Regions from separate parts of the Mus musculus genome. Here all the other regions are linked to region 6. Evidence: chromatin contacts called from public HiChIP or PLAC-seq and promoter capture Hi-C data. All regions are on one chromosome and are shown on one strand. The core of a region is the stretch at or near the end of the contact, and the rest is flanking DNA. Distances in the headings are between cores, read along the strand shown. Region 1 holds the start of Swi5 (SWI5 recombination repair homolog (yeast)). Region 2 holds the start of Uck1 (uridine-cytidine kinase 1). Region 3 holds the start of Fam78a (family with sequence similarity 78, member A). Region 4 holds the start of Pomt1 (protein-O-mannosyltransferase 1). Region 5 holds the start of Aif1l (allograft inflammatory factor 1-like). Region 6 holds the start of Dolpp1 (dolichyl pyrophosphate phosphatase 1). Region 7 holds the start of Lcn2 (lipocalin 2).

Evidence for each region. Promoter capture Hi-C pulls out the DNA fragments that hold promoters and counts their contacts. HiChIP or PLAC-seq counts read pairs in DNA pulled down with a chosen protein or histone mark.
Region 1: a contact with region 6 is called in a promoter capture Hi-C map of pre-B cells, with 2.6 times the contacts expected there. The contact joins the promoter of Swi5 here to the promoter of Dolpp1 in region 6. A contact is called at or near these places in 3 of 39 promoter capture datasets (cranial neural crest, liver and pre-B cells), 1 of 115 datasets of contacts at active chromatin or transcription factors (forebrain) and 1 of 9 other capture datasets (adipose tissue).
Region 2: a promoter capture Hi-C map of liver shows a contact between it and region 6, with 4 times the contacts expected there. The contact joins the promoter of Uck1 here to the promoter of Dolpp1 in region 6. A contact is called at or near these places in 3 of 39 promoter capture datasets (liver and pre-B cells) and 1 of 9 other capture datasets (liver).
Region 3: a promoter capture Hi-C map of cranial neural crest shows a contact between it and region 6. The contact joins the promoter of Fam78a here to the promoter of Dolpp1 in region 6. A contact is called at or near these places in 2 of 39 promoter capture datasets (cranial neural crest and pre-B cells).
Region 4: a contact with region 6 is called in a promoter capture Hi-C map of hippocampal neurons, with 3 times the contacts expected there. The contact joins the promoter of Pomt1 here to the promoter of Dolpp1 in region 6. A contact is called at or near these places in 5 of 39 promoter capture datasets (cranial neural crest, frontonasal cranial neural crest, hippocampal neurons and 2 more) and 2 of 9 other capture datasets (adipose tissue and liver).
Region 5: a contact with region 6 is called in an H3K4me3 HiChIP or PLAC-seq map of stem cell-derived neural progenitor cells, with 12 times the contacts expected there. The contact joins the promoter of Aif1l here to the promoter of Dolpp1 in region 6. A contact is called at or near these places in 2 of 39 promoter capture datasets (cranial neural crest and liver) and 2 of 115 datasets of contacts at active chromatin or transcription factors (astrocytes and stem cell-derived neural progenitor cells).
Region 7: a promoter capture Hi-C map of cranial neural crest shows a contact between it and region 6. The contact joins the promoter of Lcn2 here to the promoter of Dolpp1 in region 6. A contact is called at or near these places in 2 of 39 promoter capture datasets (cranial neural crest and liver) and 1 of 9 other capture datasets (liver).

Annotation. Positions count from the first base shown.
Region 1 is chr2:32,286,621-32,289,320 of GRCm38.p6, forward strand. Swi5 (SWI5 recombination repair homolog (yeast)) reads right to left here and starts at 1,449. Exons shown (of 5, transcript NM_175190.5): 1 at 1,266-1,449; 2 at 977-1,025. It overlaps Golga2 (golgi autoantigen, golgin subfamily a, 2), which reads left to right and starts at 1,706. Exons shown (of 26, transcript NM_001080968.2): 1 at 1,706-1,776. The coding sequence starts at 1,729.
Region 2 is chr2:32,258,609-32,261,470 of GRCm38.p6, forward strand. It overlaps Uck1 (uridine-cytidine kinase 1), which reads right to left and starts at 1,497. Exons shown (of 7, transcript NM_011675.2): 1 at 1,301-1,497; 2 at 972-1,131; 3 at 1-59. The coding sequence starts at 1,426.
Region 3 is chr2:32,082,334-32,085,034 of GRCm38.p6, forward strand. It overlaps Fam78a (family with sequence similarity 78, member A), which reads right to left and starts at 1,372. Exons shown (of 2, transcript NM_175511.4): 1 at 251-1,372. The coding sequence starts at 573.
Region 4 is chr2:32,235,311-32,238,010 of GRCm38.p6, forward strand. Pomt1 (protein-O-mannosyltransferase 1) reads left to right here and starts at 1,330. Exons shown (of 20, transcript NM_145145.2): 1 at 1,330-1,431; 2 at 2,050-2,201. The coding sequence starts at 1,396.
Region 5 is chr2:31,948,883-31,951,678 of GRCm38.p6, forward strand. Aif1l (allograft inflammatory factor 1-like) reads left to right here and starts at 1,421. Exons shown (of 6, transcript NM_145144.1): 1 at 1,421-1,499; 2 at 1,647-1,708. The coding sequence starts at 1,469. It overlaps Lamc3 (laminin gamma 3), which reads left to right. Exons shown (of 28, transcript NM_011836.4): 28 at 1-201.
Region 6 is chr2:30,390,924-30,393,715 of GRCm38.p6, forward strand. Dolpp1 (dolichyl pyrophosphate phosphatase 1) reads left to right here and starts at 1,331. Exons shown (of 8, transcript NM_020329.4): 1 at 1,331-1,589. The coding sequence starts at 1,514.
Region 7 is chr2:32,386,310-32,389,170 of GRCm38.p6, forward strand. Lcn2 (lipocalin 2) reads right to left here and starts at 1,430. Exons shown (of 6, transcript NM_008491.1): 1 at 1,271-1,430; 2 at 719-855. The coding sequence starts at 1,408.

The sequences.
Region 1 (2,700 bases), core at 199-2,698, 1.9 Mb after region 6:
TAGCATTTTGAGTTGCTAAGGCAGGAGGATGAAGAGTATTAAACTAGTGTGGGACCACAAAAGGGCATCCTTGAATACAGCCTGAGTCTGGGACCAGCCTGCCTCCATCTGAGGCTTAAAAGCCATCTTATTAAGTACAAAATACACTCAATCCTCTTTATGATTAAACCTGCTTCTCAAGGAATTGGGCTATGCCCCACCTAAAACCTTAACTTCAAATGGTTCTGCATGGCCTGTTACAGGGATGGCAGTCTTGTCTTTGTTCCAAAAAGTTGTTTATAACCATCTTGCAACCCCACCTTTGTTTCAAAAGGAAGACCTTGTTCTGCCCATCTTGCAATCATGTCTTTGAGGAGGTCATTTGGACTAACGGGTATGCTTATGTTCTGCCTCTGTAACCCCACCAAGTCCCCATTTAGAAACCCCCTACCCCTGAACTCTAAAAAGCCTTGTCGTCCTCAATCCGAGGCTGACTTTTCGAGCTCCGCCTTAGGGACCCGTTTACACGAATTAAAATGTTTGCTTTAACCAACTGTTTGCTTTGAGTTGGCCACTATGATTTGGGTCTTTCTCCTCTAATCTTTGGTATTGACAACTGTCTCAAAGGGAAGGGGTATAAAAAAAAAAGAAATTACTAAAAAGAAGCGAATCATCTAAAAGAGTACTTTAAAAATTCATCTTTTGAGGATGAGAAATGAATAACTTTGAGTTTTGGGGGTGGCATTGGGAGTGGTCAGCATAAAGATGCACATATTTCTTGACTGGGGAACCATGCAGGGACTGGTGGCAGGCTGGGTGAGGGGACAAAGCAACGAGCAAGAGCGGTTGGAGAAGCGTAGGCATCGGGCAGGTAGGACTGGGAGGGGAGGAACCCATGTCTGAGAAAGGAAAGAGAAGGAGTGGAATTAGGAAAGGGCTAAGCTTGGAGGCGACCGGCGGGTGCTGGGATGCAGAGGGGTGGGGCTGATATACTCACCGGTGATCGGTAGCCGCCATGGTAAAGTCGGCTGAATTCTGACTCACCCCTGGGGAGGAACCCGAGAAAAAGGCTGATGAGGATGGGGTTACCGAGGGGGCGCGGGAGCCGCAGCTGCAAGAGGTTGGGTCGGGACCCAGCTACTGGGATGGGGTGGGGGTCTTTGGGGTCGGGGTGCGCATCGTGGGAAGGGGAAAGTGTGGAGAACGGGTTACGGAGAGGCCTGGTGAGGAGGCGTGAGGGGTCGGGCAAGGGCTGGAAAACGAAGCGCGGCGCGCTCCTCACCCACCTCCTGAACCCTAAGGTCCGGGGCACCCGGAGTGGGGTGGGCTTAAACTCGGAAGGGTCCAGGGTTGGGGTTAAACGGCTGCTTCAGGGAACTAGAAACCGACGACGGAGACCACCAACCGCCCCACGTCAGGCTGCGCACGCACCAAGTTAAAGCGGTTCCGCCCCTGCTTCCCATAGGCCGCTGTGAGGGGTCATGGCTGCGCGCGCAGCTCTCGTCGTTAACTCCACCCGTCGCTCAGGCCTCGCGACCGCGTGGCCACGCCTCCCTGTCGTTCATCGTTCTCATCAGCCAATGGGCTTGGAGAAGGTAGGTCACGCTGGGTTTCCGAGCGTCCAAGGGGCGCTCTGCACCCGCCTTCTCTGGCCCTTGTAGAGAAGCCGTAGCTTCCGGAAGCAGTTTCGCGGTGGCTGCCGGGATCGTGGTGATGTGGCCCCCCCGCTTCCCCCCTCCCCGCCCCGGGATGTCGGAAGAAACCAGGCAGAGCAAATTGGCTGCGGCCAAGAAAAAGGTAAAGCGCTCCGGGTCGCGGCCCCTTGACCCCACCCGAGCTCCTCCAACGGCAGGACCCATGACCAGAGTCCGAGTCTTTCCCGAGACACACGGGTAGAAGAACCCCTCAGCGCCCTGGGCTCCCCCAGTGAAGTCTTCTCAGCCAGCCCCGCCCCCTCAGCAACCCAGCCCCCGCCCTCTCAGTCGCCCCTAGGTGACTTTGGTCAGTGACACAGGGTCTCTTAGCCCCCGGCTCCGGACGCTCCAATCCAGACCTCCCAGGGCACCTGTCTCCAAGGTCCTCGGTCCTGGCCCTGTAGGCGACTCGGGCGTTGGTAGTATGGAGTGGAATGTAGTTACGTCACAGTCCCCCCTCGAAACTGTCATTACTACTCCGAGTCTGGTTTGGATTGCTCCACCTGCTCACCTAATGTTGTTGCCCCTTTTCCCGTTTCTCTGGTGGAGAACCCATTTCCACCTGGAAGGGAGCCCAAGTGTGGAATCTAGTGCGGAGACGCTGTAGGCGCCCGCATTCCCTTAACTTAGCATTAGTGTGAGCACAACACTGTCAGCACCCCTTGCTGACATGGATTGGTTTGGTTTGGATTTGGTTGTCTGCTCTCTAGAGAGACTGTAATCTCTCTGGAGCAAAACGCATGTTATAGTGTTGATCAGTGTCTTGGGGAACTGAACTTAACTTAAAATTCAGCCAGAATGTCTTTTCCAACTGGGGTGGTGAGAAGCACGGGATGCGGGTGAGGCATCTCACGGGAAACATCACTTTCCCATGCTTCTTTTGAGAGAAAAAAACCATAAAAGTCTGGTTTGGCATTTTCATAGATTTGTAGAGACTTCTCTCTGCGATGACAAGGGCTGTGCCCTTTCTGTTCCCATGTTCACTAAAGCCGTGGCTTCACGGTTTCTGCCCTTCTGTCATGTTGTA
Region 2 (2,862 bases), core at 247-2,746, 1.9 Mb after region 6:
AGTTTTGCCTTCAACAATGTTTTTCAGGGTCTTGTGCATCAGATCATTATCAAAAGCATCTACAAAAACAGGAGAAGCCCAAACTGCCCATTTGCTCTGGTGCAGCAGAGGAGGAGGACCACCTCTGCCCAAGGGCAGCGCAGCTGGGAGCCAGGGGTGCTGAGGACCCCACAGCACACCCCAGGATGAAGGGTAAGGTTGTCCCACCAGAAACTGGAACAAAGACTTTCTGATTGGCTGACACTGGGGGAAAGAGATCATTTGAGCCTCTGCTCCTCTGTATCTGGCAAAACAAAGTTAAGAGTCCTATTCTCTGACCTTCAGGAGTCCCTAGGAAAGCTTAAACCTTCAGGAACACAGGCCCCTACCAGGCCAGGAAGCTCCAAGGCCTGAGCCCCAGATTAACCTCTGTTTCTACAACTGGCCTCCCTGAAGACTGACTGCCCCGAGACAGCTTGGGGAATCCAAAGGTCAGGCAGGCGGTAGGTAGGGTGTACAAAGGGCTCCTCAGCAACAAGGTGCCAGGCAGAGATTTCAACACATCAAGAAGCGATCCTCAACATCTCCTGGCTCCTCCTTCCTAAGTGGCTCTAGCAAAAATCTTGAGTCACTCCAGGCTCATGGAATTCAGCAAACCCTACCTTTCTGTGGGCCCACTACCAAGGGAAATGAGGGTAATGTTTCACGGAGCCCCATTGCTGCTGCATTCAATCCCCGCCCCCCTTGGCAGTTGGTGTCCAGCAGTTCTCTCTGGACAGCCTCAGTCTGGCACTTTGCATCCTATGTACACATCCCTGGACAGCCTCGGTGGCAGTCTGCATCCAACAAACATCTCCTACAGCCCTGGTCCAGCAGTCTGCATCCATACACATCTCTGTATCTGTCTGGCAGTCTGCAATCTCTGTAGAGCCCATATCTCACAGCAGTTTATCCTCTACCCCCAGCTCTCCAGGCAGACATTCTCCAGGTACCTGGGTGGTCAAAATTGTACTGTCCCTTCAAAGCCTTGGCCTTCTGCTCGGCCGTCAGAACCTTGTAGAAGCAGTCCTGGCTCAGGATGACCAACTTGCGCTGCCGGCGGTCCACTTCGTTCTGTCCCAGCAGCTCCATGATCTTCTCACACACTGTTGACTGGGGACAGAAGGTGCCAAAAGTGAGCTTGTGCACTGAGTGACCCGCCAGCCCCTGGGGACGACCCCCTTAGCTGCTAGCAACAGGTGCCGCGGTTGGGCCAGAGGCAATGGCGCCCCAACCAGCGGCCTGGCAATCCCTCCGCGAGGCCCAGGCGCAGGGCGCTCACCTTGCCACTAGCGGTGCCGCCGCTCACGCCGATGAGGAACGGCCGCGGCTGGGGACGATCGGCCTCGGGCGCGGCGCTCTCCGAGCCGCCGCCTCCCGCCGAAGCCATATCCGGAGCGACGGACATACATTCACCGACTCTGCCCGCTCCCGCCTGGACGTAGTGACGGATGCTGTGCGCATCGCTTCCGGGGACATGAGCGCATGCGCGCATGAGGCGCGGCACTCAAGGCCGTGTCCCTGAAGAGCCTCAGTGACTCCAGAATGACCCCTTTACCTGGAGGCGGGGCCTGGATGGGGCTCCACCTCCCGACGAGACGCACACTCAAGTGCTGGACTAGACCAAGGTCTCCAGCCCACTGACCCCTATTTCCCTAGCACAGCCGAGATCCTGTCACCCACAGGGTTAGGACCGTCCCTGCCTTATGCTTAACCCCATCAGTGCCTCCTGCCACGTGAGAACGTGTCATCCTGAGACACTTAGGAAGACCTCCCTCTCCCTGGCGCATTATTTAAGTATCTATGAATCTGTTAAAATCTCTTGATTTTTAGACAGATTCTTACCGCATAGCCCTTGCTGTCTGGTACTCTGAAGCCCAGGCTGGCCCCAAACATTCTCCTGCCTCAGCCTTCTGAGGGTGGGAGTAACAAGCATGTACCACCATGCCTGGCTTTTTAAAAAAAGGAAATATTTATAATAATTTTATTTATATGTGCTTGTGTGTGTGTTATGGGTCTGTGCACATGACTGAAGTGCCTGGGGAGTGTCAGATCCCCATAAGGCTGTAGTTACAGGCAGTTGTGAGCTGCCCATTTTAAATGCTGGGAACTGAACTCTGGTCCTATGCAAGAGCAGTACACTTTTTTTTTTTTCCACTTTACTTTATATGTATGGCTGTTTTACGTGCCCGTGTTTTTGTACCACATGCTTGGAGTTCCCACAGCGACCAGAAGAGGGAGTCGGTTCCCTCTGGTAGTGAACTTTCTAACAGTTAAAAGCTACCAGTAGGTACTGGGAATTGAAACTAGGCTTCTGGAAGAGCAGTCACTCCAACTCTCACTCCAACTCCAACAACCTGGCTTTTAAATTCTGTTGTTGTTGTTGTTGTTGTTTTGCTTTCTTTATGACAAATGTCTCATTGCGTAGCCCAAGCTGGCCTAGAACTTGCAAAGGAGATACGAATGGCTCTGAACTCACAGTGAGAGACCTCCTGCTTCTGCCTCCTGAGTACTAAGAATAAAGGCGTGCGCCATCATGCCTGGTCTTCAATTCTTCCTGTGAGCATTGATTGCTCCTGACGTTCATTTGCTATGAATACTTAGGGGGTTGAGAAATGGGGTGGAGCACTTACCTGGACGCTGCTGGACTCTCCAGTCTTGCTGCCTGCCTCGAGCAGAGGTGCTGCCAGTCCACCAGCCCAACTGCTTTTATGTCAGCACAGACTTGAAGCACTTGGTTGAGGCCTTAAGACAACCATGGAGTGGCCAGAGCTCCTGAAAGACCCAGCCTCATCCAGGCCTGTTTTAATTTGTACCAGACTTTTCTATCATAAGTCTCTAGAT
Region 3 (2,701 bases), core at 122-2,621, 1.7 Mb after region 6:
CTTTACCAAAGGGGCACAGGTTCTTGTTCTCTCAGCATCTTGCCAGGGAGGACAGAACAACCCTGGGCACCAGGGATAATGGCAGGGCAGGTCTAGCTGAGCTAGGACCCTAATCAACATAAAGGCTCCCCAGAGTTGCCTGACCCAAGAAGGCTTGGAGACAGTTCCACCCCTGCCTAAAGACCCCTGCAGCCCTGCTCCAGCCTCCCCGAGCCTTCAAGGCCCCCAGCCTGTCCCCAGGAGTACTCACATGCCCTGCTCCCCGTACTGGTTGTAAAACTCCATATGGCTGCACGCCTGAATCCAACCAACGATCCAGGTCTCCTTCTTGGGAATGGGCGGCATGACCACTTGGGCTGAGGCCCGGAAGTGGGGTGTCCGATAGCGCAATACCACGCTGGAGGACTCGTCGATGCTGGTGGGGATGGGGTCGATGGAGGCTTTCACATCAATCACGGTAATCCCTTCCCGGAAGACTCTGGCTTTGCCTCCGATGCTCTGAATACAGCCCATGGCACACAGGACCGCTCTAATCTCCAGGGAAGGCCAGCAGTCCCAAAAATAACAGGGCATTGAAAGGATGGAGGTTGCAGGACCCAGTGCAGAGCGCTCAATCTAATCTCAAAACTCAAAATCGAGATCCATAGGCTAGAGAACTTAAGGAGTAGAGGAGGTTTGCATAGCACTGCCGGGTCCTGTTATAAATATGGGTTCTGTTGCATCTCAAGAGCCCTGGGCTCCCTCTTCTAGCAGTGGGCAAAAGCCACCGATATTCTTTGGGTTTAAAAAAAGAAAAGTTTGGAGTTTAATGGAGAAGCATGTTTTTCTGACATCCAGCGCTGCGTCCTCACACTTGGGGATGGCAGCTCGGACACTCTCCCTGAAGTCTTCGCAGGAAGCAGACGGGCTCTGCCAGGCACATAAATAAGGAAGGCTCGGTCCCCGCGCGGTCGCGCCACCCTCGCTGCAGAACGCCGACTTCCTGCCCTTCTGCCTTCCGCACCGGCTCCCTGGAACACACGCGCCCGCCCGGCGGGGCCCAATCAATTGCAGCGTGAGCTCCGATTCAAGCGGCAGAGGTCCGACGTCCTGTGAGGCCCGTATCCACCCGCCCTTCCGAGAGGTGCGCTCCGGGTTAGGTGCTCGCCAGGTCCCCTCCGGCGCCCACTCGCGCGTTCCTCTGCCACTGTCGCTGTAGCCGCTGACTGCCGCGCAGGGCTCCGGGACTGCACTCGGATATCCGCCGCCGCCTGCTTCGCCTCGGCCGCCGAGGACCTGCAGAGAGGTGGAAGGCACAGGGCGGCAAAGTTGAGCCGAACTTTACTGCGGGGGACTCGAGGGCGCGGCGATGCCTGTGCGCCGGGCACGGGCTGTGGAGCTGACGGCGCAGCTCTGGGCGGTCTCCCCGGAGGTGGCGCCCCCCTCCGCCCGCCCCGTCAGTGGCGGCCGCACGACTGCGCGCACCAGCGAATAATCGCCTCCCGTGACATCTCCGCTGACACCGGTTTAGCTCGAGGGAGGGGTGAGGGGTCGTTCAGACTGCCACCGCAGTGGGTCACTAGGACCTCCCGGCTCGGGTACTGCGCATCAGTACCACGCCACCAGCGTGAAACGCCCCTTCTCGCTCCAGTGTCTCGATCCCCGGGGCCTCAGTGCCAAGCCCAGGCCGGTCTTTTAAGGCATTCTGCCCTTTGCCGGCAGAGGTGGCTGGACACCAAGAAGGCGTGTTGCCCCCCCCCCCCGCCCCACCGCGTGCCTCGGTTTCCCCTAACCAAGCTTGAGCCTTAGCTGAGCCCAGCGCGTCCCGAGCGCGCGCCTCCGCCGAGGAACTTTGGCAGTCAGGTTCCCACCCAGGGGGCGTCACGAACTCACCTGCCCCTAGGGCCGCTCCAGGTGCCTGGGTCACCGCCCTCCGGTCTTCCCTAACCTCTCTGCCCGCACGTTTTCGGGGCGCCCCCTCCCCTGGGCAGTGTCCCCTGGCTCTTATCTACTAGGGTCCGGGGATGGCGTGGGCGCCTCGGATCCCCAAGCCCCTCCTGGCTCCGGGCTGCTGTGGGGATGGCCGGGGGCGGAGGGCTGAGGCTCGGGGCTCTCTCGCCCCCACCCCGAGCGCCTCCTTATTTTATGATCATTATGAGCGTGCTGTCACCGCTCTGCCCCGCCGCCGCGCCGCAGCCGCCTGGCGCGCCCCGCGCCGCCTCGCTCTGCTGCAGCATCGGAAAGGCAACCAGGTCAAACTTTGCAGAAACTCGGTCCCTGCGCCTGTCTGGCCCCTGTGTTCGTCCGCAGCCGCGCGACAACGCGCACCGGCGCACGCAGGACCTGCGCTCGCCCGTGCGCCCCGTGGGATGCAGGTCCGCAGGCGGTAGCGTGCAGGCGGGTAGGCACCGCCTCCTCCTCCAGCCCGCCCGGCTCTCCTCCCTAGCTCTGGCACTCAGCACACTCTCCCCCCCCTCTCTCTCTCTCTCTCTCTCTCTCTCTCTTCTTTCCCACCTCTCTGCAGCTGCTGGGGGAGTTGAGCCTCTTCTTGCATAAACGACATTTCCTTTTTTTCTAACCCTAGGAATTCTGGGTAGTGTAGTTCTGTCTTTCTCGGGTCCTGGGGTTGGGGGTGTTCCTATTGCCCTTTGACTTCTGGATGCCAGCAGCTTTCCAGTTCAGGAGACTTGGGGCACTGCCCTGGGGATCCTAGCTGCCGGAG
Region 4 (2,700 bases), core at 80-2,579, 1.8 Mb after region 6:
TACAGTTGTAGGCCAGCCAGCATTACAAAAAAAAAAACAAAGTGCCAAAGGCAGTGCATGAGAAATCCCAGTCCCCCAGGCATAAGCCTCTTGCTACAGAACAGGCAAGGGTCTGGGTAGTAGCATCCACTAGCTTTTAAAGCCACATACATACCTCAGGTTTCCAGCAAGCAACACAATTTCCTCCTGAAGCTGAGTGCCCACGAGCTGTCCTGAAGCACCAGCATGACTTACATGATCAGACTAAACTTGGAACCCAAAGAGCTCGCTCTCCAATCTTCTGGCGCCCTTTCTTTGCAGGAACTTGGGTAGACTATGCTTAAACGATGAACAAACAATTCCGTGCACTCTTGACTAATGTATTTTATATGTATCTGTGGTAACTTGACTGCCTGGTGCCAGATTCTCTGGAATTGCGGTTCCAGATGATTCTGAGCTGTCATGTGGATGCTGGAAATGGAATCAAGGACCTCTTTTTTTGTTTTTGTTTGTTTTGTTTTCGAGACAGGGTTTCTCTGTATATCTGTAGACCAGGCTGGCCTCGAACTCAGAAATCCGCCTGCTCTACAGCGTGAGTTCCAGGACAGCCAGGGCTATACAGAGAAACCCTGTCTCGAAAAAAAAAAAGAAGAAGAAGAAGAAGAAAATCCCTAAGGACCTCTTTAAGAGCATCCAGTGCTCCTAACCACTGAGCGATCGCCCAGCCCCATTGCTACAATCTTAAACCGGATGTCACCCAATGCTAAGCTAACTTGTAAAAACTGAATTTTGGCAAAACATCTGGAGTCGGTTCGGGCTTGGCTTGCCATCTGAGCGTGATTGTAATACCCACCCACCTAAAAAGGCATGATTGTAATACCTGCGCTGGGGAAGCAAAGGCAGTAGTTCAAAGCCATCATCCTCTACATAGCGAGCCTGAGACCTTGGGGAGGAGGAGGGACAGACAGCTTGTAGGCATTCCAGTGTGGGAAGAGTTGAGAAAAAGCGATCCACCACTCACACAGCTCCAGGAGGTACAACGCACCCGAGGCTTCAAAGCTCTTACTCCTGCCCGTAAGCTAACGCGCTGCTTAACGAAACCGCTAAAGTAGACGCGAGGCCCGAAACGGAGAGCTCCGAGCACGTGAACAGCTTGTGGAAACACACTGTGCTTTATTAAAAAGGGGAAAGGGAGCCCTAAGGATAGGACAGTCAGTATGCCCAACTTTGATGGCCGGTGAGCACGCCGCGCATGCGCGCCACTACCTCGCGCTCCGGCTGCGCACGCGCGTCTCAGAGTCTGTCGGCCGCGTAGACACAACTAGTTGAGCGTCGATCCGTGGCCGCTGCAGAGTAATCGAGCGGCCTCGCCCCCAACGGTCGATCCTGCCTGGCGGTTCGCAGGCCTGGCTCCACATGGGGAGCCACTCTACGGGACTCGAAGAAACGCTCGTAGGTTTTGGAGTGCCAGATTTGAGAGCCCTCCTGGGGTCTGGGATCCGGCTTAGGGGCGGCGCGCTAGGGACGGTGGATGTTCGGATCCTGGCTGAGCAAGTCGTTTCCAGGGCGGCCTCTTGTAAAAGCCAGAGTGGGAAGAACTGTAGAGAAAGAACGGGCTCGGGGCACAAGCAACTCTAGGAGGAGAGGAATGCCTCCAGAAGAGGGAAAAGTCCATCCAGGTCACTGGGCTATGACAGTGCCCAGAGCTCCTCAGGGTCTTAGTTTTCAACCACATTGGGAAGGGACAGGAGAGGCCACTTCATTCATTAGCAGCCTTGTTCCTAGCAAGTGCCCAGCAGGTGTTTTTGGAATGACTTGTAGAAATGAGTATCCAGTTCTGAGATTCCTGAATTCACCCCTCAGATGTTTTTATGTATACCCTGTGCTTGAACACAACTGTAATTCTCCAACAGGTATGTTCTGGAAGAGTCCTTCTGGTTCTATTAACCCAACCCGCTATGCTGTAAATTCATCGTGACGCCAGGCGGCTTTAGGACCCTGTGGCCTCGTTTGTGCCTTCCCGGGCTGCTGTCCGTTTACTTTAATGGTAGTTCTTTCCCTCTTTTCCAGGGAGTCCTCCCGAGCTGGCTTTTCTGCAAAATGTTAAGATTTTTGAAACGGCCTCTAGTGGTGACTGTTGACATCAATTTGAACTTGGTAGCTCTGACTGGCCTGGGACTACTTACCCGACTATGGCAACTCTCCTACCCTCGGGCTGTGGTGTAAGTAGAGATCGGGGAGGAGAGTCAATGATCCAAGAGTCATTGTAATTAGTGACAGGAATCACCTTGCCGTACAGTGCAAAAGAGAGACATTCTGGGTTTCTTGGATCTCTTGGTGATGGATGTTTTAGCAGTGTATTGCTCAGGGTTCTCTAGAGTAACAACTTAAGAAGAACACTATGTTTGCATGTGTGTATATGTAAATAAATATAATATAGTATACATATATACATATGATTTATTGGAATGACGACTTACTGGCTGCAGTCCAGCTAATCCAACAATCGCTGACTGTGAATGGAAAAGTCCAGGACTCCAGTAGTTTTCTGCTCAGTCCACATGGCTGGGTGTCTCAGCTGGTCTTCAGTATACTCTGGCTTCCCAAAGAAGTGGGCTCTAGTGCCAAGGAAGGAATGGTCTTGCTAGCAAGGCGAGGGCAAGCAGGCTCAGAGGAAAACTTCCTACTTCTGTGTCTTTAAATAGATTTTCAGCAGGTGTG
Region 5 (2,796 bases), core at 171-2,670, 1.6 Mb after region 6:
GAAAGGAGACTCTCCATCCAACCTGTCACACTGTCTGTAGACCATGCGGCGGGCTCCAGGTTCCCAGTTTTGTGAGCTGTCATCCATGCTAGGGGGTGGACTTTGGCAACACAGCTGTCTGTGAGTCATTTCTGTTTCTGTAAGTTAACTCTTCACCCATATTCTTGTAAATAACCCTAATAAAGCTTACTGGGTCACCAAGCTGGACTTGGGTGATATCTGTAATTGGATCTCTCGTGGGTTCCTAAACTGGGGTGAGTAAACGTGTGTGTTGTATCTCCTCAGGAAAAGTTGGTCACACAACAACAGCTAACCCAGCTAGCTGGGACCATGGGCAGCCTGTGACCAGAGCAATAGGGCCCTGTTCTGAGTCCAGTTCCTGCCCGAGCTTTCAGAGGGAACACGACCATGCAGGCTTTGAACTCCCAAGCCCTTGTGGGCCTACCTTCTACAGTGCAGTCCCTGCTCCTGTTTCTCCTATTCTGCTGCTTAGGGAGCTTGTGTCAAGTGCCCAGCTTCAGATGAATGAATGAATGCATAGTGGGAGGAACCTAAGAGCAGGAGCCCTGCCTCGCAAGCATCTTTCCTCCCATTAGCCCCATAGCATTCTATCTGGACCACTGGACTCCCCTGTGTGAGCTTGGCTACCCGTCCCCACAGTCAGCTGGTCCCAGGATCCCAATCTAAGGAGTGTAGACTTGAAATAAGTCAGGGGAACAGGGATTCCTGGATCCCATGGTTAGGGCAATCCTGATCTGTGCCTGTGTCCACAATGTAACAATGGAGGGAGACCCTGTCTCTAGAAAGGGTCTCTAGTCTGTTCAGGTTGGACACTGGAATTCATGATCTCTTTCTTTACAAGTTCCTAGTTCTTGCATGCCCACCCTGGCTTCTCCTCAAGTCACAGGCTGCTTCTTTACCACCCTAGAGGACTCGTGTCCCAGCTTCAGCTTCCAGACTTTTCTATCTAGTAGGCATACCGGTACTACTTTGTAGTTAGGGGAAATGACACACAAAGACCAAGTGTCAGGTACACCGTATTTGCACCAACACACGTATTTATCTAAAATATCGGTGTTATCGTGGCACTGCCGGGCAAAGGTGACAGTGAGGTGACAGCCTCTATTGGCACTTGATCTTCACAACCAGCTCTGCAAAGTTCTTAGTGAGATGTGATATTGTCTCTTCTGGTGATGGGGAAAGAGGGCGTTCCCATCTTGCATTTTCCGCGTCCTCCAGCAGAGGGGCGGCGGCGGGCTAAGCGTCCGGCTAAACAGCGGGCTTTGATGCCCCGGGTGCGCGCGGCAGCGGGGAGGGGGGCAGGAGGCGGGCCGCCGGAGGGGCGGGGTGTGTCCGGCCGCGAGGTCCCTCCGCCCCTGGGTCCCGTCGCCACACGCTGCCGAAGGTCTGGACCAGACGACTTTTCCTCCCTGTTGTCCCTGGCCTTGTCCGGAGTCGGGCTCATACCATGTCGGTCGCACTCAGCAACAGGTTCCAAGGTAGGCGCCTGCTGTCCCCGCGCTATCCCGCGCCGGACGTCCCTGGGTCGCCACCTGTGTGCGCTGTGCGGCGCGCGCGGGAACTCGGAGGGGGCGCGTGGCCCGGTTGGTACCCTAGCTTCCCCGCCGACTCTTTGTCTCCCGCAGGAGGGAAGGCGTTCGGTTTGCTCAAAGCCCGGCAGGAGAAGAGGCTCGAGGAGATCAATCGGGTAAGCCGCGTCACTGTGTGGGACAGCGTGTGGGTCCCATGTGCCGCACTGTGCCACCCCTTCCCCCCAGACAAAATCAGCCCCTTCCTCCCCTACCCCTGGCCTTCTGCAATTGCATCCCTGGCCCCTGCTGTGTGGCCTCCAACTCCAGGTAAGTCCATTCCACCCCTTAGTTCTCTGCCTGGCGTCTCCAGTTGCAAGTTGTAACTCTCGACCAGGGAGGTGGGGCGGGTGAGGGAGCCGGCTGGGGACCACCTAAGGGGTTTGGCGCCAGGAGAGACCCCAGGGCCAGTGCTGTCTCCATAGACCCGCAGAACTTAACACTAGGAGCTGGCTAATGCTGGCATTTCCTTGTTGCCTCCCACCTCCAACTCTAACACACAGCTCTTTGCACCAGCTTTTAGAAAAGTTGCCCAAGGGACTGTTTTTTTCTTCTATGCTGGTCCTGGTCCTGGGGAAGTTCTAGAAAGAAATCCTTCCGCTGCTGCCAGAGACACAATAGCAGCTCCGTACGTTTGCTACTGAGCGTGTAGATCCCAGGAGATAAGAAACGGTGTCAGGGCCTCCTGGATTGGCAAAGCACAGAGGTGGCACAGCCTGAGGCTTTAGGGTTCCCAGGATCTGTGTTCAGATGTGACTGGTGTCTCAGTAAGAGCTTCTCGCTTCCTGCAGGGTCACTTTGTGGGCTCAGGAAAGTAAGGAGCCTACATCTTCTGGGGTCCAGCGCTAGGGAGACAGCCCGCGAAGTTAGTTTCTCTCTCTCTCTCTCTCTCTCTCTCTCTCTCTCTCTCTCTCTCTCTCTCTTTCTCTCTCTCTCTTTTCCTCTACAGTGGAGACTGAACTTAAGATTTTCTCCATGCTAGACACTCTACCCTAGAGTTATTAGTACATTGGGGCTGAGGTATGCCAATTGATATAAGGGGAGGCATTTCTTCTTATTTGCCCCTTTGGTCCCTGGACACCCAGAGTGACAAACTCCAGGCCCCTGTCGAGGAGCTAGCTGGTAGGGTTAGCACACTAGAGGTAACTGGAGGTCGTTGGAGATGCCAGGGCTGTGGTCCTGTTGAAGTGTTTCGACCTAATTCCTT
Region 6 (2,792 bases), core at 81-2,580:
GAGAGAGCTAAGGGCAGGTGACTAGGAGGTGGGCCCAGCTGGATAAGTTCAGGCTGGGTAGGGAGACGGAAGACAAGCTGAACACCACTGGGGGATTCTGAGTCCCCAGCCTACTTAGAGTAACCTACAATTCTGGCTTCCACGGGCTGCCAGACTAAGCCACTGTAGCTAGTGACCTCAGAACATAGAATATGGAGGGCCAAGGCTCCAACCTAGACCTACTGGGTACCCCCAGGTCTAAGGCAGACCCGGAACCTGCTTTTATTTTTATTTTTTTACTGTACATGCTCTGGGCCTTAGTCAGAGGTCAGAGAACCGTTGCATACTGGCAGAGGCAGACAAGGAAATAATTACAGTCAAGTGTAGCCAGAGATGAGGTAGGCAAAGGAGGTGCAATTGTGGGAGACCACTGGAACTCCCCCACCCCCTTTCTGAGGTAGCCCAGACTGGCTTCCAACTCACAGAGATCCCCCTGCTTCTGTGGAGGCCCTTCTCTTAATTTTCAGAACCTGAAGCTATGAACTGACAAGTCAGCCTGGGCCAGGCAAATGGGGCAGGAGTGTGTGTGCCCATTCCTTGCAGAGAAATTTGAGGAATTGGAATCTGGCCTAGACAGTAAGTAGGTCTGTCTGGAGAGAGTTGGTTCAGAAAGGGGACGTGGGTGGGAGGTGTGGCTGTTTCTTCAAGAATGTTTCTTCAAGAATGGGGAAACAGAGAAGGGTAGATGGAACATCTGGATTATACTGAAAATGGTCCCAAGTGGCCTCACTACGCTACGGCGTAATTGAAACGTATAGCATCCCATCTAAGATATCTACAATATGTGCTACATCCCAGAAGTGAGGACCAATAATTTTTTTTTAACAGAAAAGTTCCTTTGCGGAACTGCACCTCTTGTCTGTCAGTAAAGGGCAATAAAAAACTGCACTAGGTCTTTGACTTCAGTTTACATTTATGGACAGGAAGCCAGAACCTGGAGGACGAGGCAGAATGATGCTGGGGCAAGCCTAGCCTTCATAGTGAGGAACACATTTTTGTTTTCCAAATGGGTCGGTTGAGACCCGGTGGTGCTGAGGCTGCTCCTCCACTGCGCTCTGGGTTCTCAGGAGCTTTAACTCTGGGCGCAGGTGCCAGCCTAACCAAAGCTCCCACCAAAGTACAACACGCCCCCCGAGATAGCGCCTGATTGGCTCGCCCTTCCCACACGCCGAGCTAAGCTTACCTTTTGATTGGCTGTTCTGCGCTCTGTCCTGCGCTGCGAGTGCTCCATTCTCTTGATTGGTTAGTCAACTACCTGAACTCGCACGGGATTGGACACTGGCAAAGCTGCGCGAGTCCCCGCTCTCTGATTCGCCGCACGGGCCAGCCTCACGACCTGCACACTGAATGGCTGCGCCACTACCTGCAATCGGCCTCGGATTGGGTGCGTGGCGTCTCCCCGGCGTGATAGGTCAGGACCACCGCCCCCCTTGCTCCCCATTGGCTGCTCTGCGAAGCCCGGTCTCCGGGTAAGATGGCAGCGGACGGACAGTGCTCGCTCCCCGCTTCATGGCGGCCAGTGACCCTCACCCACGTCGAATACCCTGCAGGTAAGAGCCTGCCCCGGCTCCGAGGACGTTCTCCTCGAGCTGCCGCCACAGCCCCGGGCGTTCCGGGCCGCGCGGACCGCCTTCGGGGCGCCTTGGAACCGCGGTGGGAACTGTCAAACAGCGAGCCTTGGAGGGGCTCGGCCGGCGCGCGCGCCGCGCAGGCGCAGTGAGGCGGCGATGAGCAGGGAGAAATTGCGAGCGGCTCGCTCGTGTGCTCTGCGGCTGCGCGGCCGAGTCGCTCTCCGGGGTCCCGGGGTGCTGGTGGGCTGTCCTGGGCCGGGGGAGGGTCTGGATAGGGCGGGCGAGGATCTGGGCCTGGACTTTGTCCCTTGTGCCCCGCCCTCCCCCGAGCCAGAGAGGCCGCACTCCTGCTCGGCTGTGCAGGGAGTGACAGTTTCCTTCACTACGCTGCGGGCTGCTCACTGGAGAAAGCTCCCAGTTGCAGGGAGTGTGCAAACCCAGGCCAGGTTTGGGAGAATTTGCGGCGCCACGCCCTGAGCAGCGCGGCAGAGGCCAGCCGCCAAGGGGGCATGCAGCCCCTGGGAGCCTGACTTGTAAGAGCTTCCATCTGACACGCCTCTGGGAGTGCCCGCCTCTCTGGTGGGAAGGTCCATTAGCCATGGTTCTGAAGTTCCGGCTCGGCTCCATAGAGTGGAGCGGAGCGGAGCTTAGGCCTTGGGGTGAGACGTTTCCGGGCTCCAGGGTAGGCACCACCCCTCCAGTCACTTCATCTTAAGTGGCTCCAAGTACAGTGTCTCCTTTCTGTAATGGTGTGTGACTCAAATGACCACAGGCCTAAGAGGTGCTGGGCACAGAGCCTGGCCCACAGTGGACACCCAGTAAATACCTGTAGTTTATCTCTCTAGCTTGCCAGCACCCTCCCTGGATAAATGTTTGTTGCTGAGCAGCCGGGGCCCCCTTGCTGGCCTCTGGTTGTCCAGGAAGGGCCTGTCCTCTTGGGTAGAGGGCCTGAGAACTTGGGTCTGCTGAGAACACAGGGCCACAGGCCAGGAGAACTTTGCCTCTGGGTGTTCTGGGTTATACTTAAGGTGTGGCAGTCCAGGGATGGGCCCTATCAAAGTGCCTGTTCATTACCCAACCACCCATCCATCCATTCATTCTGCATTCCCTTAGCATAGCATCTCCCGGGTGCAAGGCCCTGGGCCAGCTCGGGGTTTGGAATGATGAAGTCCCTGCACTCTT
Region 7 (2,861 bases), core at 180-2,679, 2.0 Mb after region 6:
CCAGCCTACTACAAGTTAAGCACTATGCCCCCAACCCTTTAACCAAATGTGAAATTTCCCTAAGTCCCGTTCAATCCCCTGCCACAAATAGCTGAGCCCCCACCCCCAAACCTGCCATTCACCTGCCCTTTGCTCCTCAGATATTTTGCTCCAACTCCAGCCCACCTATCTGCCAGAGGCAGTTATCATATGCAGGTGGTGGCCCTGGCTCTCCTCTGCAGGCGCAACCCTCCATCCCCCACACACCTCCCCCACTGACTGCCTGCCCTCTCCTTCACTATTCTTTCCACTCTCCCTTGCTCCAATTAAGCCACAGTTCTCCTTGCAGAAGCCCCTGACCAAGCCTTGGCACAGGGTGAAATGCCCCGGGGCTATTCCACTCAACAGAGGAGTAACCAGTGCTCCTAACCACTGAGCCTTCTCCCCAGTCCTTCCACCTAAATTTTGAGAGAAGGTGAGCTCAATGATTGGATTACATTGGCTGCCCAGCAAGTCCTAGGGCTCCTGACCCCTCCTCCCCAGGACTAGGTACCACACCCGGCTCCTTGATGCTTATTCCTGGGAACCGAACTCAGAATCTCCTGCTTATGTGGCATCTCCCTAGCTTCTCCCTCTTGTTTTCTGTGGCTTGTGTGTCCTTCTCACTTTGACAGAAGTCAGGAATGGGAGAAGAAAAGAGCAAGAAACCACCCAGTTCCGGGCTGTGACAGGGCTTCACCTGACCAGGATGGAGGTGACATTGTAGCTATTGTTCTCTTGTAGCTCATAGATGGTGCTGTACATCGTAAAGCTGCCTTCTGTTTTTTTCTGGACCGCATTGCCTGCCAGGCCCACAACGTACCACCTGCCCCGGAACTGCAAGAAATGAGAGGTAGAGCCAGGGATGGCCTCGCAGGCCGCTCCTCCTGCTCTGTTCCTCTGGGTACCTTCAGGCACCCCAGCTGGAGGGCAGCAGAGCCCCAGACTCTGTCTGTCTAGAGATACTGGCAGGAGTTAGCCTCTTCCAAGGCTAGACAAGATCCTAGATGGAGTTAACCCTGAGTTAGCAGGATGGGGTGGTTTTGGGCAAGGGGTTACTGTCAGAGTGGCTATCTGAGCAGCATGAGATGTGGCATCCCCTAGGACACAGAATGATCATGTGTAGAAGCCTGGACACTGGCCTCCCAGAGTCCTAGCCATCCTACCCAGCGCTGCCCGTGAAACCTTTGGCTTCTCCTCCCATCTGCCCTGTTTCCCCAGCCTCTCCTGCAGCAGCCCTTCAGGGTCCTACCTGATCGCTCCGGAAGTCTGGCTGCAGGGGGACAGTGAGCAGAGATGGGGCAGGGATCAAGTTCTGAGTTGAGTCCTGGGCCTGGCTCTGCAGGACCCCAAGCAGGGCAAGGCCCAGACACATGACACTCAGGGCCATGGTTTCCACAGCTACTAGGTCTGATGTGTGCTGGAGGAGGAAGAGCAGAGAGTGAGGAGGACTCCCCAGCGGGCTTTTTATGGGCCTACCTGGCTGCCAGCCCCCCTGTTGGGCGGGGTAGTCCATCCTTTACCAAGTCCAGGAAGCCATGAAGTAATTGCCAGTACATTCTGTTGAAATACTTGGCAAGATTTCTGTCCCTCTCTCCCCCAGGTCGGAACTGTGCAAGGTTGAGCAACAGGAAGGGCTGCAGGGGACAGAGGGGGACCAGAGGGACATTCCCAGGGCTTTGGATTCTGGCAGGCACAGGGCACTGCTTGTGGGTCAGCAGCTCAGATCTGGACTGCCTGTCCACTCCCATAACCCTGTAGGAGTCCTAGAGGGTCAGAAACAGGATAGTGAGTATAGTACAGGCTTCCCCCACCCCTACCCCCTGCCTCCTACCCCACACCCACACCTGCTGTAAGCCAAAGCCATCTGAACACCAGACCCTGTGCAGCTTCCTTGTCTGGGGAAGGGTGAGCAAGCTGAGAGTGAATGTTTTAGACAGGGAAGAACAGGACACCCTGTTCTGAGCCTGCCAAGCTCAGCCTTGGTCCTGGCACAGGGTGAGGCGTCCAAAAGATTATCCTGGAAGTGTCCAATACCTTGAGCCCCTTCACTTTCCCATGACCCCACTGCCATTTACAGGAACAGACAGGGCAGCAGCTGAACTCTCAGGGACTCACCCTCTCCTGTGCCACGTAGTCCTTAGATGTGGCTGCTTTCATTTTTTTTTTTCTTTTTTCTTTCTCTTTTTTTTTCAAGACAGGGTTTCTCTGTATAGCCCTGGCTGTCCTGGAATTCACTTTGTAGACCAGGCTGGTCTCGAACTCAGAAATCTGCCTGCCTCTGCCTCCCGAGTGCTGGGATTAAAGGTGTGCACCCCCACGCCCTTGTGGCTGCTTTCAAAGGTAAGGACTGCAACCTCGGTGTCATCTTAGCACGGAGGATAAGGGGATCACTTGGGGGAGCAGGAGCCCTTGGGGAAAGTGGGTGTGTCTCCACACTGCCCTGTGTACTCCAGTTACTTTGGGCAGAAGCAAGTTTCTACCTTCTCCTTAAGTCATCCTCCCTTGAGAAGGCATCCCTCTGTCCCTGGCCATAACCTTGAGCAGGGGAACCTAGTGGCCCGGCTTCAGGGCTCTCCCTCCCCCAGTTGATTCGAGCTTAGTCCTGGAGAAAGCCCTTTCCTCCCTCACTGGGGCCTGGCCGACATCAATTGAAGGTAGTGATGGATCCCAGATGCTATACTGTGCCGTTTCCCGCCCCCCAGGTGGCCTACTCAGGATCTGCTTCTGAACATCTGACCTGAAGCTGGACTGAAGTCCTCTGGCCCTGGGCAGGACCAAAGGGGCCATTGATTTACCTGTTTGCTGCTCCTGACCTCTCCCTCTCCACTGCTGCCTAGCTC